Regions from separate parts of the Mus musculus genome. Here all the other regions are linked to region 3. The links are chromatin contacts, called in public Hi-C and HiChIP or PLAC-seq maps. All regions are on one chromosome and are shown on one strand. Each heading gives the region's core, a stretch centred on a gene start, on an enhancer-like site or on the middle of the called end of the contact. The rest is flanking DNA. Distances are from core to core; before and after follow the strand shown. Region 1 has its middle 22 kb from the start of Nbeal1. Region 2 holds the start of Icos (inducible T cell co-stimulator). Region 3 holds the start of Raph1 (Ras association (RalGDS/AF-6) and pleckstrin homology domains 1).

Evidence for each region. A called contact is a pair of places that touch in the nucleus more often than the background predicts. HiChIP or PLAC-seq counts read pairs in DNA pulled down with a chosen protein or histone mark.
Region 1: a Hi-C map of muscle stem cells shows a contact between it and region 3, with 2.0 times the contacts expected there. The contact joins the enhancer-like site here to the promoter of Raph1 in region 3. A contact is called at or near these places in 5 of 39 promoter capture datasets (the 3T3-L1 cell line, HPC-7-derived erythroid cells, cranial neural crest and 2 more), 1 of 484 Hi-C or Micro-C datasets (muscle stem cells) and 1 of 9 other capture datasets (liver).
Region 2: an H3K4me3 HiChIP or PLAC-seq map of craniofacial prominence shows a contact between it and region 3, with 5 times the contacts expected there. The contact joins the promoter of Icos here to the promoter of Raph1 in region 3. A contact is called at or near these places in 1 of 39 promoter capture datasets (neural stem cells), 3 of 115 datasets of contacts at active chromatin or transcription factors (bone marrow-derived macrophages, craniofacial prominence and embryonic stem cells) and 1 of 9 other capture datasets (macrophages).

What each region holds. Positions count from the first base shown.
Region 1 is chr1:60,156,959-60,161,219 of GRCm38.p6, forward strand. No RefSeq gene overlaps it. Among named protein-coding and RNA genes, the nearest start is that of Nbeal1, 22 kb to the right of the region's middle. Within about 2 kb of position 1,958, at least 52 of the 459 cell types and tissues checked have an H3K27ac peak or open chromatin away from gene starts, as enhancers often do. A contact at or near this core is called in muscle stem cells, where this site is marked.
Region 2 is chr1:60,975,618-60,979,914 of GRCm38.p6, forward strand. It overlaps Icos (inducible T cell co-stimulator), which reads left to right and starts at 2,297. Exons shown (of 5, transcript NM_017480.2): 1 at 2,297-2,399. The coding sequence starts at 2,342.
Region 3 is chr1:60,565,206-60,569,741 of GRCm38.p6, forward strand. Raph1 (Ras association (RalGDS/AF-6) and pleckstrin homology domains 1) reads right to left here and starts at 1,560. Exons shown (of 14, transcript NM_001045513.3): 1 at 1,360-1,560.

The DNA.
Region 1 (4,261 bases), core at 708-3,207, 410 kb before region 3:
GCTTACAAGTTAGAGGCATCTTTGGTTTTTGGTTTTTGGTTTTTGGTTTTGGTTTTCGAGGCAGGGTTTCTCTGTGTAGCCTTGGCTGTCCTGGAACTCACTCTGTAGACCAGGCTGGCCTCAAACTCAGAAATCTGCCTGCCTCTGCCTCCCAAGTCCTGGGATTAAAAGCATTTGCCACCACTGCCCAGCATTTTATGGATCTCTTAAACACAGTAATTACAATTTAAAACATAACCTTAGCCCCAAATGAAACTACTGAACCAGACTGTTCCATAGCAGATAGAATAATTTGTTGGGACCAAACTGCCAAGGCCATTTCCGGTGGGTGGAGAGTTGGGGGCTGGGCAGAAAGAGCAGAATAGTGGCAAAGCAAGTAGATTTTATGACAGTTAGCAGGGTGGGGCTCTGACTGGATTTGGGCTGTCCAGATTGACTTGGGAACTAGTGCTCTTGCCTAAGGTAGTTGACCCTTATGAGCTGGTTAAGGAAGGTTCCTGGAGGATTAGGGAAACTTTCTATTGAACAGAAAGCACTTTAAGAGATCTGCTTTAAACCTTTGGCTTGTCACCAGCACTGCCCTCCTGGACCTGACACTTAGGTTTCCCATTCCACTCTGCAAACATATCATACCAGTTTACACGCTCATTACCTTGCATGTGACAAATCCGATCTTGTTTTCTAAACAGTACTAGCAGACTTTGTTTTATAAAAGTAGTAAGTACATAATGGTTTCCATGTATGAGTTTTCCAAGAAGACATTAAAAAAGAAAGAAAGAAAGAAAGAAAGAAAGAAAGAAAGAAAGAAAGAAAGAAAGAAAGAAAGGGAAAGGAAAGGAAAGGAAAGGAAAGGAAAGGAAAGGAAAGGAAAGGAAAGGAAAGGAAAGGAAAGGAAAGGAAAGAAAAGAAAAGAAAAGAAAAGAAAAGAAAAGAAAAGACAAGACAAGACAAGACAAGACAAGACAAGACAAGACTCTTGCCACTTGATTGGGGTGGTGGTGCTAACATACAAAACAATCCAAACAAGTCCAACTTATCAAGTCAGTTTGTTCCTTTCAGAGAGTGGCAGCTTCACTTGCTGAAGCTTCTGAGGTTGCCCTCCCTTTTCACTTACCAAGCTCTAAGGTTACTCAGCAGTGTATCAGTAAAGCTTCTCTAAAGGAACAAACAATTGAATGTGCATGTACACACACATCCACACACACACATTTATTAGAATGGTTCAAATAACCCCACGATGGCTATCTCAAGGCAAGATTCCAGTAGTAGTGATGGGTCAGCAGTCCCAATCTCATGCTAGAGACGCAGAGAAGTCCTAGAAAGCTGTTAGTCTTCAGTGTGCACTGGAATCCTGAAGAAGTGCATTCTAACATCTACTATCAGTAGAGGAATTCATAAGCTACAAAATAGATGAACTTTCCTTAAAGAGAAGGCAAGTAGGCAAAATGCAGAAGCTTTCTTTCATGTCATTTCACGTGGGCAGCCACTAGAAGGTGTGGTCCAGATTTAGGGCGAGTCTTCCCACCCCAAATGATCCAGAGTTAGGGCAGATCTTTCATCCTTAAATGATACAGTCAAAAAAATCCCTCTGAGGTCTGCTCAGCTGCTTGGGGTTTGTTTTGGTTTTGGTTTTGGTTTTTTTAATTGGTTCCAGATGTAATAAAGTTGACAACCAAGAGTAACCATCCCAGCACCCAGCAGAGGGCAGAAGCAAACCAGGCCTGAAATAGAATTGCATGTTGGGGATCACGCCATCTTCAACTTAGCAGGAAAAGAATTATTATAGTGCAACCCAATACCCTTTTCTCCCCATCCCCCCACCAGTATCTTTCTTTTCTCACCCATTCCCTCTACTTTCATGTCATGAATGATTTTATGTGCCTATATAGAATCAACAGTATCAAGAGAAAGTGGGCAATATATGTCTTCCTGGAATCTTGAGGGTTTCAGTGAAACACTGTCAGACCACAGGAAGGATGGACGGTTTCCTACTGCTGTGGTTTGAATTAGCTTCATTGTACAGAATCACAGGCTGCTGCTGGCTAACTTTATTTACCTAGAATTTGGAGGGCAACTTTTGGGGGATGTTTTTGTGTATTGTGTATCCAGATGCTGATTTCTGCACCCAAAGATCTGGTTGCAGTCATTATTATGAAGCATATCCTCACTCGGTGTTTTGTAAACCATGGTTCTCCATAACCTTCTGATTGGTTAAAGAAATAGCTGAACAGCCGATAGCTGGGCAGGAGAGGAAAAGACTTCTGGCCCAGGGAAAGTGAGAGAGGGTCTCGGGAAGGGGAACAGGGAAGTCGACATAGGGTAGGGACATAGATGAAGAAGGATGACCCAGGGCAAGACTAAGATGACAGGTAATGGGCCATGTGGCTGGGAAGGTAGGCCAGGTCAGCATAGTCTGGTTAGAATATATGAGTATCTACCTAAAGCTTTTAATAAATGTAAAGATCTCCTTGTCATTATTCAGTAGGCATAGAAAAGCCCATAGTTTTACACAACTATCCATGAACAGTTTTTATTATTATTTGCTAGAGACTGAACCCAGGGCCTTGTTTGTGCTCAACACACACTTTTACCACTGGGGTATATCCTTTGCCCCTCTTAATCTTTGTTTTTGTTTCTTTGGTTTTGGTTTTTCAACAGAGGGTTTCACTGTGTAGTCCTGGCTGTCCTGGAACTCACTCTGTAGACCAGCCTGTCCTCTCAAATTCAGACATCTGTTATCCTTTGCCTCCCTAAGTGCTGGGATTCAAGGCCTGCACCACTGCCACCAAGCCTTGTTTCATTATTTTGGGACAAGGTCATACTATCTATATAGACTTCACTGGCCTGGAGCTCAGTATGACCAGACTACCTTTGAACTCACAGAGATCTGCCTGACTCTCCTGCCTTAGTGCTGGAATTAAATGCAAAAAAACCCTCTTAATCTTAATGTAACTCAAATGACTAGTAACTTTTCCTTCTGTGGTTAGTTTGGAAAATAACTCCCATTTGCCTGTGCCAGAGAAGTAAAACATTGGCATATAATCCAGCAATTCCATTCTTTGTTGTAAGGCAAATGGACTCACATGGATGCCTGCATGGCATCTCTAATCACAGCATTATTCACAATAGCTAAGGAGGGGACATAGCCCAAGTATTCATCAACTGATGAATGGATAAACACGATATGGCATGTACTTAACATGGAATATTTTACACAGACAGAAGAAGGAATTATGGGGCTGGCAAGATGGCTCACCGGGTAAAGTCCTGAGTTCAAATCCCAGCAACCACATGTTGGCTCACAACCACCTGTAATGGGATCTGATGCCCTCTTCTGGTGCATCTGAAGATAGCTACAATGTACTTAATTATAACAATAAATAAATCTTTGGGCCAGAGTGAGCAGGGTTGACCAGAGGGAGTGGGGTTGACTGGAGTGAACGGAGGTCCTAAATTCAATTCCCAACAACCATATGAAGGCTCACAGCTACAGTGTACTCATACATAAAAAATAAATCTTTTTTTTTAAGGAGAGGGAATTACTAAGACATACAATAACATGAATGAACCTTGAAAATTACGCTGAATGAGCTAGGTACAAAATGGCAAATATTATTCCACAAAATGTGTAGCATAAGAAACTTCATAGAGTCAGGCAGTAGTGGCACATGCCTTTAATCCCAGCGCTTGGGAGGCAGTGACTGGCAGATCTCTGTGAGTTCAAGGCCAGCCTGGTCTACAGAGTGAGTCCAGGCTAGCCAAGCCTACACAGAGAAACCCTGCCTTGAAAACAAACAAAACAAATCAAACAAGAAAAAGAAAAACAAAACTTTAAAGAAATGGGCAGTAGGCAGGGCAGGGCTTGGGGAGAGAAAAATGAATTATTACTCAAGTGGTTATCAAGTGTAATGATTTGAATGAGAATAGCCTCCATAGGCTCACATGTTTGTATATTTGGTTCCCAGTTGATGGACTATTTAGGAAGGATTAAGAGGTGTGGCCTTGGGGGCTGGTGAGATGGCTCAGTGGGTAAGAGCACCCGACTGCTCTCCCGAAGGTCAGGAGTTCAAATCCCAGCAACCACATGGTGGCTCATAACCATCTGTAACAAGATCTGACGCCCTCTTCTGGAGTGTCTGAAGACAGCTACAGTGTACTTACATATAATAAGTAAATAAATCTTTAAAAAAAAAAAAAAAAAAAAGAGGTGTGGCCTTATTGAAAAAGGTGTGTCAGTTGGAGTGGGCTTTGAGGTTTCAAA
Region 2 (4,297 bases), core at 1,047-3,546, 410 kb after region 3:
GTGTGTGATGGCAGTGTAAAGTGTAGAACCTGAAGTTCCACTGTGCTGAGTTTGACCAGTACCCATTGTACCCCATGTGACCCTGGGTTAATCACACAACCTCTCCAACTCTCAGTTTCTCATAAATGACCCAGAGAGGATGAGGAGATCTTCTTGGTAGAATTGTTGGGAGACTTGAAGAATGAGTGAATGTATTAGAAATATTTCAGGTTCTCATCATCTGCATGTGACCTCCAACCTTCCTCATGAAATGTTTCTGAGCTCTAGAATTGGGGCCCCTTGGTGTTCACGAGAGCACTATACTCGTGACGTAGGAGCTAGCTCTCTGTACATAGTAAGGGGAAGGGACCCACACTAAAAAGTGTAAGTCACTTACACATGCCTCATTGAGGACAGGCTAGAACTGAGGCAGTCACAGGAGACCTCAGCTACATCTTAGTGGCAGGCCTTGGCATGAATGACTCTTTCTGGTTAGTTAAGAGTGGGCACTTGAGAACTAGACTCTTCAAATGCCAGCACAGCCACTTCCTATAGGGCTTGGGCGAGGCCAGGCCTTTTACTTTTCTTTGCCTCATTTTTCCCTATTTCTGAGATGAGGAAAATAGTGGCCCACGATTCATAAAGTAAATAACAATATGCATAGAATAATATGAATATGTATGCACACAAAAAGTCCATTAAAACAATTTAAGCATACTATTAACTATATTCATAGTATTTGGTATTCTCTATACAAAGTAAGCCATTTGTTATTCTACATTGAAGTGTGTGTGTGTGTGTGTGTGTGTGTGTGGTATGGTGTGTAGTATCCATGTGTTGTGTGTAGTCTATGAGCAGTCATTGAGAGGCCAGAAGAGGACACTGGGCACCTTCCTCTATCATTCTTCCTGCTGTTCCTTGAGACAGGGTCTCTCATGGAACCTGACACTCACCATTTTGCTTAGGCTGACTGACAAGTGAGCTCTGAGGATCCTCCTGTCTGCCCTCCTGTGGTGTTCTGTGGTTACAGGCATGCACAACCACACCCAGGTTTTGCAAGGTTGTTAAGGATTTGAACTCAGGTCCTTATGTTTGACAGCAAGTGCTTTTACCCACTGAGCCATTTCTCATCCTCTTTACCTTTAAATTATATATATCATATATATATATATATATATATATATATATATATATATATATATAATATATATACCACATATATATTATATTATATTATATTATATTATATTATATATAATATTATATATAATTAATTAAGATATATTTCATATAAAATTTAGGTGGCTGTAAATAAATTATTTGCATTATTGCCATTGCTACTGTCTTTTTTCTCTTTCTGCAGAGACAGAGATTTTTATCAGGCATCTTAGCTTTCTTGCTTCATTTGCACCATACATGCAGACAGACTCTCGAGTTTCTACAGATGACTGTAACTTAGAGAAAAGGGGTTAAGTCACTTTAAACCTGACCCTATCATTTATAAAATCATAATCTACAATGAACACCATATAAATATTATTTCTCATATTCCAGGAATATTCCTCTTTCAGATGTTTTAAAATGTCATTTTCTTAAAAACTTTCATTTATTTTCTGTCCTATTTCAAAGGCCTTACATCTCTGGAGTAAATAGCCCTGACAAATGTGTCAAAATATGCCTTATTCATAATTTGTGTTGGATCCTGCAGTCCCCAGTAGCTATTGATATAGAGATCTGAATGAATTGCTTCTGAAAATGATGGGCTTTGTGTTTCTAACCAGAAAGAGGGTCACATTTTCTTCCTGCCTTCATGATCAACAAAAATCTGTGAATTAAGCATCCACCCTACAAACGGTAATGCTTTCCACCCAGCAGTGATATGAATGGTCCATGAAGTCCCTAGAAGCACAAATGACACATAAATAGCTTTGAAAATGAAATCCATCCATCCATCCATCCATCCATCCATACATACATACATACATACATACATGCATCCATTCATCCTTCCATTCTCACATCCATCCATTCACTCATTCATACATGCATGCATCCATCTATCCATTCATCCATTCATCCATCCATCCATCCATCCATCCATTTATTCACACATCCATGTATTCATTCACACATTCATCCATCTAGTCATTCATTTACGCATCTATCCATTCATACATCACCGGGTACTTGCCATGCAGGAGGCGCTGTGATAGCTCTCCAAGTAGAAGTGGATGATAAATGTGACACCACATCAACCTCCACAAACCCACTTCCTCTCCAGAAAACTGAAAACAACTGAGATCACGACTTCACTGACACTTTTGAGCACTGGAGGAGAAGACTGCAACTGCTCCTGGCAGACATGAAGCCGTACTTCTGCCGTGTCTTTGTCTTCTGCTTCCTAATCAGACTTTTAACAGGTGAGTGGCCATCCATAGCTCTTATTGAGTTCTACTTCAAGAGAACATTAAGAAAAATCTGAAGTAGAAAAATTAAGTAAAAATGGAAAATGATTTTATTTTATTTTATTTTATTTTATTTTATTTTGTTTTTAACAAGCACAGACAGTTTCAGAGGCACTGAAGCTCACGGCTCAGGGCGTCATGCCCGGTCAGCGTGGATGTCAGTGCTTCTTTTGATACTGTGTTTTAACATGAAAAAGTACATTTCAACAGACCATTAAAATTTTAAATTACTTGTTCAAAGTTACCTGACAGTGTATAAAGTAGGAGAGTAGCTCACTCTTTTTAGAGAAAGATGAAAGGCAAGATTATTTGTGTCAAAAGAATAGAAATTGAATAGCCCTGGAAATCCTTCTATAGTAGAGAAAAAAGTGGATGACTTCCAAAAGGAAAATTTTGACTTTACTCTTACCTGGTTGGTCCTAAGTCTTAAATGTACAGTCTGCCATAGGGTTGGTGGTTTTTGTTTTGTTTTGTTGCTTTTTATTTTTGATTGTTTTGTTTTTCAAGACAGAGCCATACCAATCCTGGCTTATCTTATAAGGCTTTTAGACACTAGATATGAAGATCACCCCAAATGTAAAAAGGGGGAGAAAATGACTGACAGCATTCACTAGTCCCTCTAGACCTTAAACATTCTGGAATCTTTGACTCTTTTTCGTGGGTGACATTTATCAGACTCTACATGAGAAGTTTAAAGAGGGTCATGTGCAGTGTAAGTAATTACATACAGTCTTTTGCTGCTTCTTATTATATGCACTTACATACTGTTCTTGAAATTGGGATAAGTGAAGTGAAACATTAAGTGGTGGGAAATGCCTTTAATAGGAGAAGCAAAAGCAGAATGCTCAGTGGTATAAGTCCATCTGGAAATGCATTTTTTTCAGTGGTAGAAAGAAGGAGACATTACTTTTCTCTCCAAAAAGAAGTCAAACCTAAAATTGGATTTATTAAACATTTAGTATTGTGCTGTTTCAAAGGCACTCAAATGTTCTTAAGAAGGATGAAGAGCGAAGACCTTGTTGTATTTACCTGGAAGAAGTACTAAGAACAGCTCTGGGCCAGATGTGTTTTCTACTCTGCACGCTAGTTTTACAACCCCCCTGAAAAGCTTAGCAGCATACGTGAAACAAGAAAAACCATGGCAGGGAGATCCACTCATTTACTCATCCACTCATCCGTTCATTCACGCATCACTGGACACTTGCCATGCAGGAGATGCTGGGCTGGCTATTGTATAAACAGTGGTGAGCAAGACCAGGCAGGCCCACTCTGCTGAGACTAGCTGAGTACTAGTGAAAGAGACATGAATCAAACAATCGTATGAATTGATGGCAAGAGAGGGCACCAAGGATCCAGGTCAGACAGGGAGGTGTGTGTGTGTGTAGCTAGAGCCATACAGACTGTTCTGTGGAAATGACGCTTGAGTTGAAATTGGAAGGACAGATAGGAATCAGTGGGAAGAGCAGTGTCAAGAGAGGAAAGACAATTCAATGGAAAGTCAATCCAAAGGATCTGTAGTTTTCAAGGAAGGTCAGAGGGCTGATGTGGCTGAGCACAGGGAGGAAGGGAAGCTGGGCATGATGCCAGATGAGGCTAAGAAAGAAGTCAGTGGTCAGACTTCTCAGCCCACAGGGCCATGCTAAAGAGTTTGGAATTTCTTCCAAGAACATTTGTACAAGTTATTGCATGGTTGGTTTGGGATGCATCAAAAGTTTTCTGTATCCCAAACCCATTCGGGTAGTTGTGGTGGTGGTGCTGTACTCAAAAGACTTGTATCAACAGTGGTGTCATTTCTGTAGAGGGATGGATTCAGCTGTAGGATTCTCATGAGTTGCCAAGCTAAGCTGATCAAT
Region 3 (4,536 bases), core at 310-2,809:
CAACCTTTTCTTTGCTGTCTTATGCTACACATGCCTCAACAACTCACTGTTGCCAACATTCACTTCTGACCCTCCCTCTCAGGAGACACTCCGCCCTCAGCAGGAGGAAAAGGAATTTAACACGTACTGAGCATCTCAGAGACAAGCAAGGGGCTACCAATTTTGCATACATTTTCTTATTCAATCTTCTTGACAACAGGCTAGAAAGGAAAACAGGTGGAGTACTGCTGCTTACCGGCAGGGAACTACTGCATAGTTATCGGCTTGCTTGTCCACTATCACGTTGCTAGCCTATTCTAGCGCATGGAATGTGACTTTACTCTGTTCTAACGCACTGTTTCCACCACTCAAGTGTTGTAGAAGTGTCTCCCACTATACCTGAGGAGGTTTCTGTGACTGTGTGCTCACTTCAATATTCTTACGAACACAATACCACCGTTTAATAATCGAATGATGCCTCAGCCCTAGCCCGCTACCTTTACAGTTCCTTTAGGGAGGACTTTACCTACTTGGGCGGCTCTCCACTTCTCCATGAGAAATGCTGCAGGCAGCGTCCACCCAAACTGTTCTTCCCATAAAATGTATGAAATGCAACACACAGGAAACATGCAACTCATACCATTTCCCAAAGCTCCTATTTCACTCTGATACATAAGGATCAAGTAGTTTCCAGTTCACACAGGGGGGCCAGCCTAAGACAACCCCTGAATAGGAAAAGGGTATCTTTCAGGTGTCTTAAAACGAAGGCAACCTAACCAACACTATTAGGCAGCCTTCCCTCTTTCTGCCGTCCTCCACTGAATTGCAGTTTGGATTTCCGGCGGGAATGTACGCGGAAAGATGAGATGGAGCTAAAAAGCACTAGAGCAATTACTTTGCCGGCTTAATTAGAAGACACAGAAGGCGCCCCGCCTTTCTAAATCTCTGCAGTGAACTCATCTATGAAAGCAGGCAGGGCATGGAAGCTAGAACAATCCCGCACCCAGCCATCGGTTTCTGCGGCTACCGGGAGCCAGTCCCTTTCCACCCGCGGTCCCCGGCCACCGGCGCCCTAGTGCGGAGTATCAGCCCTGCCGCACCTCCCCAGGCGGCCCCAGGTCTCATTGTCTGCACGGTGCAGCCCCGAGGGGCGCGGGGTGCAACCCAGGCCCCGCCGACCCCCTACCCACCGCAGGCCGCCTGGCGGGGCTCAGCCCAACGCTGAGAGCCTGACCGGCAAGGACCGCGCCCCGGGCTGCAGCCGTCCGCACTCGCTCGGAGGGCCACGCCGGGCGCCGGGCAAATGGAGACGGCAGCGCCTCCCGGGCACCCAGACCTCTCCTTTCCCGGACCTCGAGGGCCAGGTGGCGGAGCACTCACCGTGGCAGCCCCTCGGCCCTCCCGGAGCCCTGCGCTAGGCAGCAGCTGCTCGCGCCTCCAGTCGCCGCCGCCGCCGCCTCTCCAGGGGCGACGCTCCTCTCCCGAACGCTGAGAGCGCCCGCAGCTCCCGCGGCGCGCGCTCGGCGACTGACTGACCGACCCACAGAGCGGGCGTCGGCGGGGACTGGGCGGGGCGGCCGCAGAGCCCCGCGGCGCGGATCACAGAGCCCGCGCGTCCTGCCCCGGCACACTGGGCGGGGCTGAGGGCCGCGCGGCCCAAGGGCGGACCGACTTGCGCCTGACCGCGCGCTCCCCGCCGCGGCCACCGCTCACTTCCGGCGCAGGCGGCCGCGCGCCTCTCCTGCTCCCCGGCACGCGCGCACGCGCGCGCCCCTCCCGGCCTGGACAGCCGCACCCCCCACCCCCACCCAACCGGCCGCCCCTCAGGCGCCGGGCCGCACCCAGCCGCGGCCGTCCTCCGCGCCCTGCCTTTCCAGCGCGCGTCCGTGTGAGTCGCCTCCAGGAACCAATGAATCAGAGAATGAATGAGCGGAGAGGAAAATCCCGCCGCGGTCCCGCCCGCCGTGGCCCTTCCCGTGAAGCCTGCCCAATCACTCGGGTCCCAGGGTCTTGGGAGACTGAGGGCGGACGAGCAGACCTGTCCGGGCTGGGAGCCTTTGCCTGCCGCATGTGTCGTCTCCAGAACCAACCCTGGGCTTCCTCAGGCACTCGCCTACTATTGTTGAAATCTGGGAGCACTGCCCTAGGAAATCCCATTTTAGCTTAAACTCTGCAGTTTCGTGCAGTGTAAGGAAAGCTTTCAGGGATCAGACATTATTCCATTCATCTTTACCTTTTTCACGTCAGAGCCTGTTCATCTGTGTCCCTGGTTTCTGTTCTCCCTTATTGAATTTGTTCTCAGCAAGGGTGTTGGCGAACTTTCCTGAGCCCTGAGCTGTATTCCCTGAGTACTACACTTAAAATACTGGGTTTGATTCCAAGCTCCAAATTACTCAAATGCTGCTTATCTTAATGCAGTTTTGACTTAGGCAGACTTAGATTTCTTTCGATTTACGTCCTTATTATGACCTTCATGTAAAGTTGATCAAAGGAAAGGAAAAGTAGTATTAAATTACCTTTGCTTGGCTATGTACTTTGTTAGCATTGAAGAAATTGAGCTATGGTCTGGAATTGGCTGCATTGAACGTCCAGCATTCTTTTTTTTCTATGTCTTCTTGTCTGTTCTTTAACTGTTTCTGTATCTTGAATTTTCACCAAAAAAATAAAAGGAAAAAAAAAAAACCCATAAATAACCTATTTCCGAAATTCTGGCGATCTTTCTAAGAATGAGTATTCACTCCTCTAGTGTAGGATCAAATCCCAGTTTGACTAATTGCATTCTACTTCCTGATATTCTTGAAGAGTTCCAAGTAGTTTCAGTCTTTTAGTAGTCTTTTCCAAACTGCTGCACAATCTGTTTCAAACTGGTATTTAGAACTGTCCAATACAATTATTGTCTGTTTCACACTTGAGATACTTGTACTTAGGAAATAAGTGCATTTTTTGTATTTTAAATTTAGTAGGTCTTCAATAATCTCGTGTAAAATAACATCATCTCATAAACTAAAAATGGTGGAAGTGTCCAGTACCTGTGACCTCTCTTCCCTGTTGAACTCAGTCATCATTTGTTACCTGTAATTATTTCAGCACACTATATTCTCTTAATGAATATCATATCATATTCAGTTCATACCCCATGCAGTATCTACTGTAGACCTTTGTATAAATAACAAATGCTTTGAATTTTTTAATCAGCAATGCATACAAATGTTATCTGGAGCCTCTTCATTCCCTTGTGACTAAGTTTATTGAGATTAAGCATACCTAGGTGCCCAAACCTAGTAAATAACCTATTGTTGTCAAATGTTATTACTAGACTGAACACATTACAAGGAAGAGTCTCACTTTTACAGAAACTTCCTTACAAAATAGGCTCCTGAGTGCTCTTTAGATAGCTCTCAGCCAGCTCTTCCCAACAAGTGCTTAGGTTGGTTAAGATGAATCTTAGAAAACAGTCACTTTCTACCATTGAGAAAAATAAGCAGGTTCTCATTAAACCATGAAATAATCTATTCACTTAATTAGAGTCTATTGGGCTCCAACTAAGGGGTAATAATGTAAAAACAAGAAAGACTTGATGCCTCCAGCCCCCAGAAATCACAGACTGCTAGATAAAGGAGATAGGCAAGCCAGTATTAGAAAATTAGTCTATTCCCAGATCAGGAAAGCCTACCCAGTGAAGATAAACTACACGTTTGATGACTGACAGGCAGGAGCTCGCCAGATAAGGAGGGAACAGGCACTCTAGAGAAAGGCAGCAATGTCTGTGCAGGTGTGTGAGCATTAGTAGTATTACCATGCCCTCGAGGCTACTCCCAAGTAAATACAGCTCTTCTGGACAGATGCAGAGAAGGTTCAGATAGGTGGGGAATGGTAGAAAGGACTGTATTAATCAAGAGCTCATGTGCTACACTAAGGAGTTTGCACTTTATAATAAAGAATAAACTCTTTGAAGTGTGTCTCAGGGTTTCCATTGCTGTGAAAAGAAACTATGACCAAGGCAACTCCTATAAAGGACAAAATTTAATTGCGGCTGGCTTATAGGTTCAGAGGTTCAATCAGGTCAGGAAGCATAGCAGCATCCAGGCAGACATGGTGCTTAAGGAGCCAAGAGTTCTACATCTTGATCGGAAGGCAGCCAGGAAAAGTATGTCTTCAGACAGCTAGCAGGAGGGTCTCAAAGCCCACCCCCACAATGACACATTTCCTCCGACAAGGCCACACCCACTCCAAACAAGGCCACACCTCCTAATAGTGCCACTCCCTGGGCTAAGCATATTCAAACCACAAGCTGCGGTTTTAAGTCTCTGTGACAACTGAGCGTATGTTTGGAGACAAGAGAAAATTGAAGCATAGAAGCAAAAAGAGGGGTGTCAGAATCACCTAGGTCTCCACAGAAGCAAGGCAGAGGAAATACAGTGGGGAGGGTGCTTGGGAGACGGATATAGTGAGAAGGTGGAATCTACAGAATTTCATGGAAAATTGGCTGGAGAATTGAATGAAAGAGAAAGCTGTACAAAAAGCAAGCAAGCTCCTGTCTGGGAAGGCTAAGTAGAT